Regions from separate parts of the Zea mays genome. Here region 2 is linked to region 1. The links are chromatin contacts, called in public Hi-C maps. All regions are on one chromosome and are shown on one strand. Each heading gives the region's core, a stretch centred on a gene start, on an enhancer-like site or on the middle of the called end of the contact. The rest is flanking DNA. Distances are from core to core; before and after follow the strand shown.

Region 1 (7,077 bases), core at 3,482-5,981:
GGTGTACACCGGACAGTCCGGTGAATTATAGCGCGAGTGCCTCTGGAGATTCCCGAAGGTAGCGAGTTCAAGTTGGAGTCCTCTGGTGCACCGGACATGTCCGGTGGTGCACCGGACACTGTCCGGTGGCACACCCAGACCAGAGGTGCCTTCGGTTGGCCCTTTGCTCTTTTGTTGAACCCAACTCTTGGTCTTTTTATTGGCCAAGTGTGAACCTTTAGCACCTGTATAACTTATACACTACAACAAACTAGTTAGTCCAATAATTTGTGTTGGGCAATTCAACCACCAAAATTATTAGGAACTAGGTGTAAGCCTAATTCCCTTTCAACATCCCTATACCTAGCCAAAATTAGCCACTAAAATTTTAGATCCTATCTTTTGATTTGGCTAGGGTGACAATGCCGCCCTTAACATAGTCATTGGAACTCTGAGAATAAATACTCATATGTTCATCTACAGTGGCTATTGTTCCTTCCTCGCATTTGACTGTTATTAGACAAAAAAAAACTACTCAGTCTTCTCTCCTCCATTGTTCCATGTGAAGCTCCCAAGTAAAACTTTGATTCCAACCATCAAAATTTGATAGAAAAGGCAACAAAGTTTAATTGGAGAGAGGATCCATTGATTTCCCATCTCAAAGAGCATTTGGTTCACGTTTGTTTGGCCGATGGTTCTAGGGGGTTTTACTCTTGGACCTTGCTCCTAGACGACTATGCATCATCCTTGCACTTGCCAAGTGTTGTGGCAACCTAGATATGTTTGTAACACTCGAATCACAGCTAAGAAATCACCCTCACTTTAAAGAGTTTGGTCTCTTAATTTGAGAATGAGGGAAGGGCAAGCCCCGGTGGCAAGCCTAAGATTTTTGTGACATCCTCAACGACGTGGTCTTAGGTAAGCCTTGGTAGTGAGTCGAACCACGAGATAAATCCATGCCTAGTGTGCTTCATTTACATTCTTGCAAGTTCATATTGTTGTTTTAGGGTTTGTGATCGATCTACTTGCACACTAGTGATATACTTGATTTAGCTCTCGATCTGTAATCCATATACCCGCTAAAGGCTAGAAATTTATCTGATCTAAGTTCTGAAGGTTACATTTTGAATTTGATTTAAATTTCCCTACGTAGGTCGACAATGTCACTCTTATAGGCCGGCACTAACGCTCTCTACGATGATAGAGTTTCGAGTTAAACTTTTACAAGCATGTTCACTCCCCCTCTACGTTACCATCCTATTCCAGGAGATCCTATAAAAAATTTAATCGTCGGTATTTTTTAAAAACTTAGAACCGAACACTATTGGTTTACCTTTACACTACTAGTTTATTTCTACTTTTCGATAAAGTAAAATGCATCAACGTACTCTAACTTGGCTATACAAAACCGGGTTTATTCAAACTAGATGTTGACATGGTGTATCATGTTGGAGTCATTTGGGTCCTTGAATTTGGCATGTTGTGTTATTTGAGTCCCTAAGCTTTGATCACTTTGGTTATAGAGGTTTGGAACGTAGAAGCGCAATATCCTATGTTCAAATGAGTTGATAGAAACATAGTCCAAGATTACACACCCCAAATGATATATGAGCAAGAGGACCAGCGAGCTCTTCCTCTTCTTTGATGTTGGTGAGGGTTCTATTCTCATCTATACAAATCACATTATGAAGCTTTTGGAGTCGTAGGATTGCCTAGGCTTGGCCTTAAGATCATGAAATGTGTTTTTCGAACCATAGACTTTGAATTCTAGACATATCTTTTGTGCTGCTCTACTTATCATTTTTATAGCACAAGAGAAAGGATAGCTACACTTTTGTTGGATGATGGTCCTACCTAGCAAAAATTCAACTACTCTTATCTTCACTAGAATGGGTGAACATGTTCTTATATTCCTATTTTCCAAACATCCATTTCTATAAAATTCTTAGATATCTTTTAGAAGGATGTAGTAAAATATAATCAAAAGCATATGTAATGGAAGATGTATAGGAAAAATGGTTGGAGAGGTGTGTGTGTATAGTGGCTCTCTCGCATCCCATCTATCTATTTTTATACTTTAAACAATAGATTAACCAAAACTTGAATATGTATTAGTCATTTAAAGGTATGACAAATAGATACGTATAGAGCAAAATATATCTTCTAATATAAATATTTAAGGCATAGAGAATAAGATATAAACAACGCTATTGGGGGAAATATATAAAAGAAAATATTTTATATAAGAAGGAAAAGGAGTGATATATGAAGAGACAGTGGAGGTGGGGGGCGAGCCAGTGAGGCTAGCGGCTCCTCTATGTAATGCTATCTGCAACAGTTTTCTCTAAATTTCGTCTCTTATATCTCACTTTTGTGTCACGTCATACAAATTTCACCCTCTACTTTTCTCTCTTCCGCAACGGTTACCTCTAAATTCTTCCCATATACCCCACTAAAACTATAAAATACTATTTTTATATCTTTTCATCATCTAATATCATTTTTCTCAACTAATCTCTAGTACCTATTAAGACGGTAAGGGAGACCCTCATTCCGTGTTCTGCGCTCATTCCCATTCCTAGCTGCTTGTCTTTCTTATTCCCTATTCCCCCTCCCTGCAAAGCTTATTCACATTTCCATTCCCGGCTATCACGTGTCTTTCTCATTCCCCCTCCCACAAAGCCTATTCTCATTCCCACGTGCATCCCACGCCTAGCTAAAATTAAATTAAAAAAACAGGCTCCAAGGGGATTCGAACCCGCGAACCTCTCAAATAAATGTGTTTGTAGCTACCACTACACCACATGTGTGTTTATGTCTACATCTATTATAGTAAAAACATATAATACATCTCTCCCGAAGCCCACCTGCTACCCTTGCACAATGTGTAGTAGTAGATAAGTATCACTGAGATTATTAAATTATATTTTTGGATTGAGGGAGTAATATTTAAAGAAGAGCCTTGCATGCAATTTCTTTTGTTTGAATAATATTTTCAACTTAAATACTTTTTTTTGCATGTGTAACATTTATTCTCCATAATATTTTCCATGGATCTAACTTATAAACCATTTTCATAAACCAATGCCAAAGATGAATCCATGTTTCTTACTTGGAAACCCCGAACAAACACCACTAGCACGAGGCGCTCGCGTTGGCGTCGCTCACCGACGACGAGAAGAAACTTGGCGACTGACAGTTCGAACTCTGGAAGCAGTCCTACATGGCCCATGCGCCGCTGTGTACGGCAAGCTCCGGCGCAGCCGCCGCTTGGACGTGGTCTAGAGCGGCTGCACCGCGCTGTCCATCGTCAAACATGGGAACCTCATGGTCGTCGCCAATGTCGACGACTCTCGGGTTGTTCTGGGCATCGCAACCTACGACGACGCCATCACGCCGTCTAGCTCATCATGCACCTGAAGCCTAACCTGCCACGTAAGTCGCTACTGACCGACCATGAATTCTTGTGCGCTGGAATGATGACCATTGTTGTTGTTGTGTGAGTGTCCTCGAACAAGATGTATGTAGAGGAGTAGCACATCCGGTGGTGCAACGACCAGGTGTACTACCTCGCTGATGAGCCCGGGGTGCACTTCATTTGGCAGCCCAGCCAAGAGTGATCGGTACTCACCATATCGCGCGCGTTCGACGACTATTATATCAAGGATTGTGGCGTCATCTCGACACCGGAGGTGAGCAGAGGTGGACCGACAACAATGACCACTCGCCATCGTCGGGGTACCTTTTGTGCCGGCCTACCTTTAATTCTCTTCGCAAACACACACTTGCATTTTTTGTTTAAGCAAGCGTGTATGGTGGTGCGTGCCTGATGACTAACGATGTACGACGGAACTTCTACCGGCAGGTGTGGCACGTGCTCTCCAATAATGAGACCATGCAAATCATGACATATATCGAAGTCTGCATGATACTGATGGTTGCAATGTAGTAGTGAAACAACTAAATTAAAATAACAAAATTTATGTATGGCTAGGATCACAAATGGATTATGAAATATTTTCTTATAACAATATAAGACACATTTTGTATATAAGTTATCATGGTATTATATGTTCCCGTTGCAACGCACGGGTACTGACCTAGTAAATAATGGTGTGCACAGAATTTGATGCAAGGGGGTTGACATAAATCACCCTTGATCGGGCGTGCTGTGGCTTGCAGCAAGGGTAGGAGAGGGGGTAGAGACAGACGATGCACCGTGGTTGTGACGCTAAATTGATACAGGATTAGGGGGAGGGGAGGTATAGAGTAAAGCGTTGAAACAAGTTTAAGTCTATCCACAGCGGTTTTCTCTATTTTTTCCCTCTATATCATTTTTTGTGTCATATCATCAACATTTTACCCCCTAAATTTTCATCTCCCACAGCAGTTCCCCTATATTTTTCATTATACCCCACTACAACCATAAAATATTATTTTTTATATCTACTTTTTAACTAATATCAGTTTTTTATCTACTAACAATTGATCGTAAACCCACTGCTACAGAAATGAACAGGGTGAATCTAAAGCAGGGAGAGAGAAAGGGACCGGCCGGTAAGGGTCCTGCAGGGGGGCAACGGGCAACGCTGCTGGCGTGGAGTGCTGGCTGGCGGCAACCGCTGCAGCCAGCCTAACGTCCCGCGGCGAGTGCGGGGCCAGTCTGCGGCCGGGCCCACGTGTTAGCCGACCCATGGCGGCTACATCGCCCGTTACGACAGAGGATCCGAGTGCGCCGGCGAGGGGCAACGAGTCGATGACGAGATGAAGATGTGAAGGGCATGGAATGGCCTTCAACAAGGAGCCTAGCCTACGCCCTACGAGTGTAGCTCGGATTTTGAGCAAGGGCAGGAAGTAAATGCAGAGTTCAGAGTTCCTGTCTAGCTGCGGCCGCTGCCGCTGTCGATGCAGTGGTACTCGCAGGGTGGCGAGGGGCATCGCCATCATGATGATACAGCCGGACATGTGCTCGGGGGCTCAGCTCTCAGGTCTCAGCACACAGCAGGAGTGAAGGACCGCTCCGGGTCCGCCCCTGCCTCGCTTTCTTTTTCTCCTACTTCGCTCCTGCCTCACTTAGTCGCTTTCTTTTTCTCCTACTAACGTTTTTGTATGTGTGCAGCCACTACAGCGCGGATAATGCAGTAATTTTCTTCTCTTAAAAGGATAGATGTTCCAGTAGAACCAGAAGTGCTGCCAAGTTTTCTGGATCACTCATGAAAGAATTTTACTACTTTCCCGATGAGATTTCGCGTATGAAAGGAACTCGAGAACTATACTGTAGCTCAGTTGTCCCCTATGGGCAATTGGCAAAGCATAATTTTGGGTTCATCTGGATTTCACCTCTGGCTGTCCCCATATATGGTGGAAGGCAGAAAACATTCTAAAAAAGAAATACAGAGAACATGGGAAAGCTTCACGCCTCGAGACAAATATGGCGCTGCAAAATCAACATGGAGAAATGAGGAAAACCTACCCTCCCATGCTGGCACGAAGGCGTGTCACGAGGGAGCGAGAGGTCGTTTGCACTTGCCAGTTGCCACTTTTAGTTCACCTGGCCAAAGCCATGGCGAGAGAAGGCTCGCCCAGGCAGGGAAGGTGAATTAATTAGTGTATATATACACATACAACCTTTTCGGGGGCAAGCCAGTAACATGTTGAGATTTCTGGCCAGCATAAACCTGCAAAGATAAGATAAACCCAACTAGAAACAATGTCAGCACCATGGCGAACCAAAGTCAAATTTAAGAGCAACGCATTTGACGAAATGATGTACGTGACTCAAGTCAAGCAATCTTTTTTTCTCGATCTTGCTTATCATTTCATTAAAAGAAAGGGTTACAGAGACACCACACACGAACTCACGCCACACCCAAAAGAACAGCACCCAAGGGGTTAAGATGAACCGTGTGGGCTATAGGAGTACTAGATGTTTGTTTCCAAGATTTCTCTAACCTGAGCAGCTCAGGTAATTATATCACGAAAAGGAAAGAAACAGAGTGCAAAAACAGCTGCAACGTTTGTTATTATGAAAAAAACAAGTAAACAGTTCTTTACACATAACCTGGACAGGTTGCTTGTGCCGAACACAAAGTCAGCACAAACGTGACGAGCGTTTTATCCAAGCAAATCTAAATGGTGACCACGGCACCAAGCAAAAGTGACATGACTGCAAGGGTAAGACAGCACAACATGATGCAGCTCACCACCGATTATTTGCAAACTTAACCAGTTCACTACCGTTCAGACTCCAGACTTCAAGTTCAATGGCCGACCTGTCACCCAATAACCCATCTGAGGCCCACATCCCCAAGTTCGACTCGGGCAACAAGCTTGTGTGAGCACCGACAGATCACACGCCCAGAACCAGCAACAGGGTTAAAATGTCCTGTGTGAAACAGCTAATGACACAATAGGATGAAAATAAGAGAAAAAGAAACTAAAAGCAGGACAGGGCCTAGGAATAGGCACCTAGAATATACACTACTTTGTGCCTAATGTGGCAGGACATTTGCCCTCATATAGCCATAACAGTGTCAGCATGACAAGGTGTAATAAAAAAAGTTGGGTGCCTCATCTAATGTTATCCACCAACATAGAATTGTCTCTGATGCAACAAACGAGATCAACACCATAAAACCTGCACATATAACATAGGGTCAACTCTATTCACATACTGGCTCTTTTCATGCACTTATACACACTAACACACTAAATATACAGAATCGAGTGAATTCTTGCAGGTTAAATCCTAACGGGTGCCAAACTTTCCAGTTGCCTCCAGGCTCCAGCAATGGAGCATCTCTATGAAACTATGTTAAGAATTTCAAGTTTGAATTTTAGACTTAAGCCATTCAAGTTCATGAATAAACAATCTACGCTCAACTCCGTCACTATACAAGTGACAAAGTATTAAATCTGCAAAACAGCTAAAGAAAGTTAACGACTCCTTGGAGATCTGGATAAAATGGTCAGGACACGGTTACCAAGTACCATGTCTTGCGGACAAAAGGTAGATAAACTAATAACATGTTACAGTCAATCGCAGGTTGAAGCATCCTAGCTGGCAGTTAAAACCCACTTAACTCATACTTGCACATG
Region 2 (6,675 bases), core at 3,581-6,080, 320 kb before region 1:
CATCATGAGATTCAACAGATATTACTTGATCAACTTGGCCTAAAAGTAAATCATCCATATCTCTTTGCCTATCTCTTGCAAAGTTGTGCAATATGCAACAAGCATTGATGATCCTAATCTGATTTTGTAAGTCAAAATATGAGTTTTTCCTTAATATAGCCCACCTCATCTTCAATAGCCCAAATGTTCTCTCTATCACATTTCTAGCTGTTGAATGGCGCAAATTGAACAATTCCTTGGCATTGGATGGGTTATTCCCTTGGGCAGCCCACTCATTCAAGTGGTAGCGAGTGGATCGATATGGAGCAAGAAAGCCTGGTCCATTGGTGTATCCAGCATCTACTAGGTAATATTTTCCACTTGGAATAGCAAATGCATCGTCCCGAGACATGGCATCACGAAGCACACGTGAATCTGAAGCTGACCCTTCCCATCTAGCTAGAACATAAACAAACTTCATGTGTCGATCACAAACACCCAAAACATTGGTGGTTATTTGTTGCTTCCTATTCCTATACCTCCCTTGATCAGCCAAAGGTACAAAAACATCAATGTGTGTACCATCTAGTGCTCCAAGGCAATCTTCAAACCACCTCCACTTAGAATCTTCAGGTTGTACAGCTAAAGGATCAGGAAGCTTGATAAATTCATGGCATAATGATAGAACACCTCTCAACACCTCATTGAAATAGCGGCTAATTGGTTCAAGTGACCACCCGTATGAGCTACGAATCATCCTCATCTTAGTGCCATGACCCACTACAAGCAAAAAGATAGCAACCTTTTCTTCTACCGACACATTCAAGGTGTCACACATATCGCACCTCTCACGTAAGATAGTGCATAGGTCTGAAAAGGATCTCTTAGTTAGACGCAAACTGTCGTAGCAATAAACATTTGATCCTTGATACAGATTCCTTAGCATTTGTTTCCGACCAGCTACATCTCTCTCTATCACCTCAGAGGGATCCATAAGATGTCTAGGTCTTTTCCGATAATAATATTCCGCAATCATGCCCATGACAGTTGCAACAAATAAGGATGCTACTCTCAGCCTCTTCTTCCTACGCCTCTCTCTCATTTCCTCCAAATTTCTTCTAACCAATTCTAAGTTGTTGTGAGGCATCTACAGCAGATAAACCATACATCATAAGCACACTTGAGAAAACATTATATATATATCACTAATTCAAAGAAGAACAAGAGAACAAAATGATACACTGCGGAACATGTGGCCTGATATGGTCAACCAGCACATCGGTAGAGACTAAAGAAAAGCTGAAAACTCTGCTGGTTTTCCCTGGTCAGACTGAAAACCGCATTTAGTATCTACTAAGCTTTGTAATAACTGAAACCGTTTGCGTCTGATGATCTGAACAAAGTACTGCTGCGTAAAGAAAATGACAAAATTCAAGGAGCCGTCAACAAGACAGAGCAATTCCATGGATCATTGACCTGAATTTCCCCTATTATGAAGTCCGTTCAAAGTGCGTAAAGCAGTACTTTGAATCTGTATGAACGTAACGTAGTACTACCAGAGTGCTTTGAAGCAGGAAAAAATGACAAAAGTCTGATGATCTACAGCATGCGTTTTCTACCTACGCGTTACTCGATCTCTGCTTTCCCCTGCTATGAAGTCCTTAACAACTCGCTAGTACGTGCTTCCCCATCTCAACTCCCTCCATTTACAGCAGAAACAATATCGTTGCTTCATTAAAAAGAAAAACAGACCCGCAAAAAGGCAGTGTGACAAGAGAAGAGTGGAAGAAATTTTAGCTAGGGGCATGCACGAAGGAGCTTTTTTCGCTAGCAGAAGTGGCGCCATGTCGCTGGCAGCATCATTGTTGCTCGCGGCCAAACAAGGATAGACAGGCTCAAGGTGACGAGCGACTGGCTCGACCAGCAGCTGCAGGGCGAGACGGACGGCTCGACCGAGACCTTGAGCGACTGAAGCGGAATATCAGAGAAGAGGAGAAGGGGTGGGGAGCAAGCGACATTACCGCAGCAGATCTCGGGGAGGAGGAGGCGACGACGCAGCGCTCGGGGAGGAGGAGGCGACAGCGCGGCGCTCGGGGAGGAGACGAGCGGTGCGGCGGCTGAAGCGGAATCTGTTTCCTGATTTTAGGTTAAGAAAGTTTCAGAGACTTCTAATTCAGGCCCAAGAAATGGATGGAAAGTTAGTTTCCAATTCTATAGTTTGCCAAACAAATTAGCCCAAGAATTAAATTCCAATTCAGCCCAATTCCAATCAAACAAACGGGCCCTTAGACAAAAGTCACTTTTAGTGTGAGCTTTGGGTGAAAGTTAACTCCTTAAATTAGCGTTTGGTTTTTTCTAAACCAAAACATGTTGAAAAGCCCGATTAAAAAAGATCTAAAACTTAAAACCATATGCCTGTTCATAGTATATTTGCATTCCTTTCGCGGGTTCTGCGAACCCACCAGATAAGATTGAGAAGATCGAGGCCCTAAAAACCCCTAGAGCCCACCAGACATCATTCAAGAGGCCCAGTATCTCAAGGGGCCACAACAACTGAACATATTAGCGTAGTTTCGTTGAGTGCACCTGTGCACGTCTCTGTCAGCCATCCGCAGAAGAACGGCAACTGAAAATGAATCGGTCTAGGGATGACGTACGGGAGCAAATCCGCAAGGAAGAAACTTGAGCGAGCGCATATGTGTTTCGTCCGCACGCCTTAGACCATTCGTGCGTCGCACTGTTGGACCGTGACCACTGACCATATCTGATCAACATTTTTCTCTCTTATATAGGCGACGTGTCTGATATCCTTAAGAAACATCTACGTATTCTGGCTTTCTGAAAGAAGCGATAAAGAAATACGTAGCCTGTCACAACCAGAGGACGCGTATTCGTACGTGGAGTCGTGGACTCGTGGTGGAAACCTGGCTGGAGTTTTGTGTTGCAGATATATAGGGCTAGTTTAGAAACTTAAATTTTCTTAGGATCTCTGTCTTTTTTTAGTGTGGGTAATCCCAGAGAGTGTCATTTGTATAAAACATTATTACTATTTAAAGAAGCGACAGCAGAGCTTAACAATTCATGCCTTTTAAAAAAAACTCTCTGCTTGTTTTCAACTCCACATAGAACCGCCCGCCAGCATATATATATCATCAGTTGAATCACAGCAGTCCATCTCAGGACCCATGACTGGGCACCCAATTTTGTCTTTATCACAGAACAAAACTCTACGGGCCTCTTTGGAATCAAAGTCTTTCGAAACCATGGTTTCCAAATATTGTGGTTTATAATTGTCGTGACATAAATACTATGTTTTTTAAATACCATGTTTTTTCACAGTTTTCATGGAAACCGATGCTTGTTTGGTTCCAAAGTTTAGAAACCTAGTAATAACTGCATGAGGAGTGGACGGCGGGTGATCGGGCCATCGTGGCAGAGGCCGGTGACGGAAGAAAACCAAGGAAAACTGAGGTCTAGACCTCAGTATCCAGAACTCCAAAAATACTACAGTTTTAGGTAAACTATGATATTCAAAACAGAGTTTTGATAGCACCAACCAAACACCTTTTGGCTTCTAAAACCATAGTATTGTACAATATCATAGTATTGCTTTAAAAGTATAAAAATACTATGCAACCAAACAGCCTCTACACTTGCATCAATACCTCTTCTATCGTCGCTGAATGAGTTCTCAATGGCAAGAAACAATAGCCCCAATAACACCCGGGAATTGTAGATGCAATAAAATACAGGTACTTTTGACTGGGAATAGGCTAAAAGTGCTCGTTTATAAATGAATAATCCAGACAGACGGAGCAACATCAGCATCAAGGATCAGGATCATCCACATTCAGCCCCTTTTCTATTCCCCCAGAGTGTCAGGTAGTATTACTGTTGCCTTAATTTGGCATGTTGTTATGCGGATATTGAGCCTATTTGATTCAGTTTTTTTTTAAGCTTTTATGAGAATCTGGCTGTGAAAAAAATTGGATCTGAATATTATGGAAATTATGTGTGGATGAAGATAAAATGGTCAAATAGGGTTTAAAATGTACCAAAGTTACAGTTTCCTACTATCACAACGACTCGGTCAATTTTTTGTTTACTTTGATTTTGAATGATTTTGACTAAAATAATTTTCATAAACACAGGCCGAAAAGTTGAGCGTTGTCTGCAGCAGCTTTAGTGGCTAGAAGTTTTTTTAAAAAAAAACTGAAACAAATAGAGCCATTTTATATTCGTGAAAAGTAGAACTCTATCTGTGATCGGATATTCCCGTTTGTCCATTTTGTAGAGTCCGTATCCGCATCCCCAGTTGTCCAGCTCCAGCCGTGCGGAGAACAGGAACCAGAAGTCAGAAGCGCTTCCGTGCCGGTTCAAGAATAGCAGCACCGTACCAGCCAGCCAACAGGGTCGCCTGCAGTTGCAAGCTCGGAACTCTCCGGAGACTCGTAGCATCACTTCACAACTGGCTCTATGAAAAGGACCAGTAGCAACAACAACACGCGCGCTGGTCAATACTGACGACGTTCGCTATAAAACGGTCGTTCGAAGATGGCGGCACGGGACCTAACTGCAGCCCGGCCGATGTGGCCTGCTGGAGCGCGACACCTCGCGCGACTTGCGTATGGCTGCCGCCGGGAGCAGGAAGTGCCGTTGACGCGCGGCGCGGTCGCGGAAACGAGGCCCGGATTCGAACCCAGACGAGACGATCGGTGCGACTCGCGACCGATTCGAACCGGATCCAGCACGTTGGTAGAACTGGCGACCCGGACGCGAAACGGCCTCGGATGTAGACGCCGCAACCGCCTTCTGAATCCTCCGGAGGAAAATGGGCGGGCCGGCAGATAGGAGGAGTAGCTCAGAACCTCAGATAGCTCGGGGAGCGAAAGAGAGAGAGACCGACGCGCATCCTCATCCTCCCCGCCTCAAACTCGCGTCGCGGGGACGTGTCCGTTCACACGAGTATTCTGCGTAGCCACGTCGCCGGTGTGCGGTAGCGGTAGCGGTAGCGGTAGCAGCCAGGGCCCAGGGCTGCTTCTCGCCCCTTCCAAAATCCCGAGCTTTTCCCCGGTTTCGACCCTTCGTTTTCCTCCGCTTCCTCCTCTGCTCCACTGCTTCAGGAATAGGTGCCTCAGGAATATAGGTAGACGGAGAAAAAAAAACACAGAGAGAGAGAGAGACGGAGGGGAGGCATCGAAATTCCGAATCCCCACCTCGCCGCTCCCACCACCACCGCGGATTGCGTCCCGTTCGATTGCGCAGGAGTTTCTGTTCCAGGATGAGCACCGAGTCAGGAGAGCTGCTCGGGATCGACCCCGTCGACCTCCGGTTCCCATGTATGCGTCTTTTATTTTTGCTATTTATTTTTTTCCTTCCTCGCGGCGCGCGGATTCTATTGGTTTCCTTGAAAATTTCTCAGTAGTCGCCATAGCGAACATAGCTTCGCTAGCTATTCGGGGGAAATTTTATTGCGCTCTGTCGAACGCCCATTCGATAATCTTCTACTGGCTGTTTCTCGGGTGTTCATCATCTTTTTATCCTTTCTGCGGTTCATTTCGACATGTGTTCTGTTGCTTCCTAATCATTTCGAGGTAACATGCAGTCGTCCCGTCCTGTACTGTTCATTCCTTTCCTGATTTCCTTCTCCTCTCTGAATCATGCAGTCGAGTTAAATAAGCAGATCTCCTGCACGCTGCAGCTGACGAACAAGACAGACAAGCAGGTCGCGTTCAAGGTAAAACGAATCCTTTCCTGCGCGTTCCCGGGCAGGAGAAGCCAGCCACGCGAAACAAAATGGTACCGTACCCGTAGTGGACTGAGCTTGTGCGACACCGCCCGACTGTAGGTCAAGACAACGAGCCCCAAAAAGTACTGTGTTCGGCCAAACAACGGCATGGTGGCGCCCCGGTCCAAAGCTGACGTTGTTGGTAATTTAGTGCCTCGCATGATTGTCATGGCATAGCTGCCCTTTATTTCCACATCTTATACCCACCGTGAATCGTTGGATTTTCAGTCACAATGCAAGCGCAGCGGGACGCGCCACCGGACATGCATTGCAAGGACAAATTCCTTGTGCAGAGCGCCATCGTGGCCAAGGAGACCATGCCGAAGGAAGTCACTGGAGACATGGTAATAAGTCGCATTTTAGTGTGTTGGTAGTTTTCTTTATCATTTTATAGGGGGGTGCTCCTTCTGTTCACTAAAAAAAAATCTTAATGATGGGTTATGTAGTTTACCAAAGATTCAGGCAATATAGTGGATGAAGTGAAGTTGAAGGTAGTTTATACAGCGCCATCGTCCTCTCAAAGCGAGGGATTTGAGGATGGTAATCTCGGCAGTTTGAGTTATCAAGAGGTAAGAATTTGAGTTTAGTGTTGATTGTTATATAAGGAGTAGATTTCAAAAAAACCTACAAGTATTTACACTTAGGTTGCAAAAACTTCAACTTTGGGGCATATTGCAGAAACCTAACATGCAGTTTTTCTGCAATAAGATGTCAAAATAACTATAGGTTTCTAAAATAGGCACCAAAAATTGCAGTTTTCAACCCATGTCAAATTCTTTTTTTGGTATTTGAATTTACTCTTATATAATTACAGCATGTATTTCATGATCTGTGCCAACGAACAGTTGGGCTACTGCCTACTGCCTGCCTGACTAACATTTTGGCATTTTTGCACTGATAAGTGATTC

What was found. A called contact is a pair of places that touch in the nucleus more often than the background predicts.
Region 2: a Hi-C map of tassel shows a contact between it and region 1, with 4 times the contacts expected there. The contact joins the promoter of LOC107522034 here to the enhancer-like site in region 1. A contact is called at or near these places in 2 of 25 Hi-C or Micro-C datasets (ear and tassel).

Annotation. Positions count from the first base shown.
Region 1 is chr5:192,978,170-192,985,246 of Zm-B73-REFERENCE-NAM-5.0, reverse strand. It overlaps LOC100194030, which reads right to left. Exons shown (of 9, transcript NM_001359378.1): 9 at 6,022-7,077. Among protein-coding and RNA genes, the nearest start is that of LOC100194030, 11 kb to the right of the region's middle. Within about 2 kb of position 4,731, at least 19 of the 20 cell types and tissues checked have an H3K27ac peak or open chromatin away from gene starts, as enhancers often do. A contact at or near this core is called in ear and tassel, where this site is marked.
Region 2 is chr5:193,301,667-193,308,341 of Zm-B73-REFERENCE-NAM-5.0, reverse strand. LOC107522034 (Vesicle-associated protein 1-1) reads left to right here and starts at 4,830. Exons shown (of 8, transcript NM_001322276.1): 1 at 4,830-5,318; 2 at 5,646-5,716; 3 at 5,828-5,909; 4 at 5,996-6,111; 5 at 6,214-6,336. The coding sequence starts at 5,261.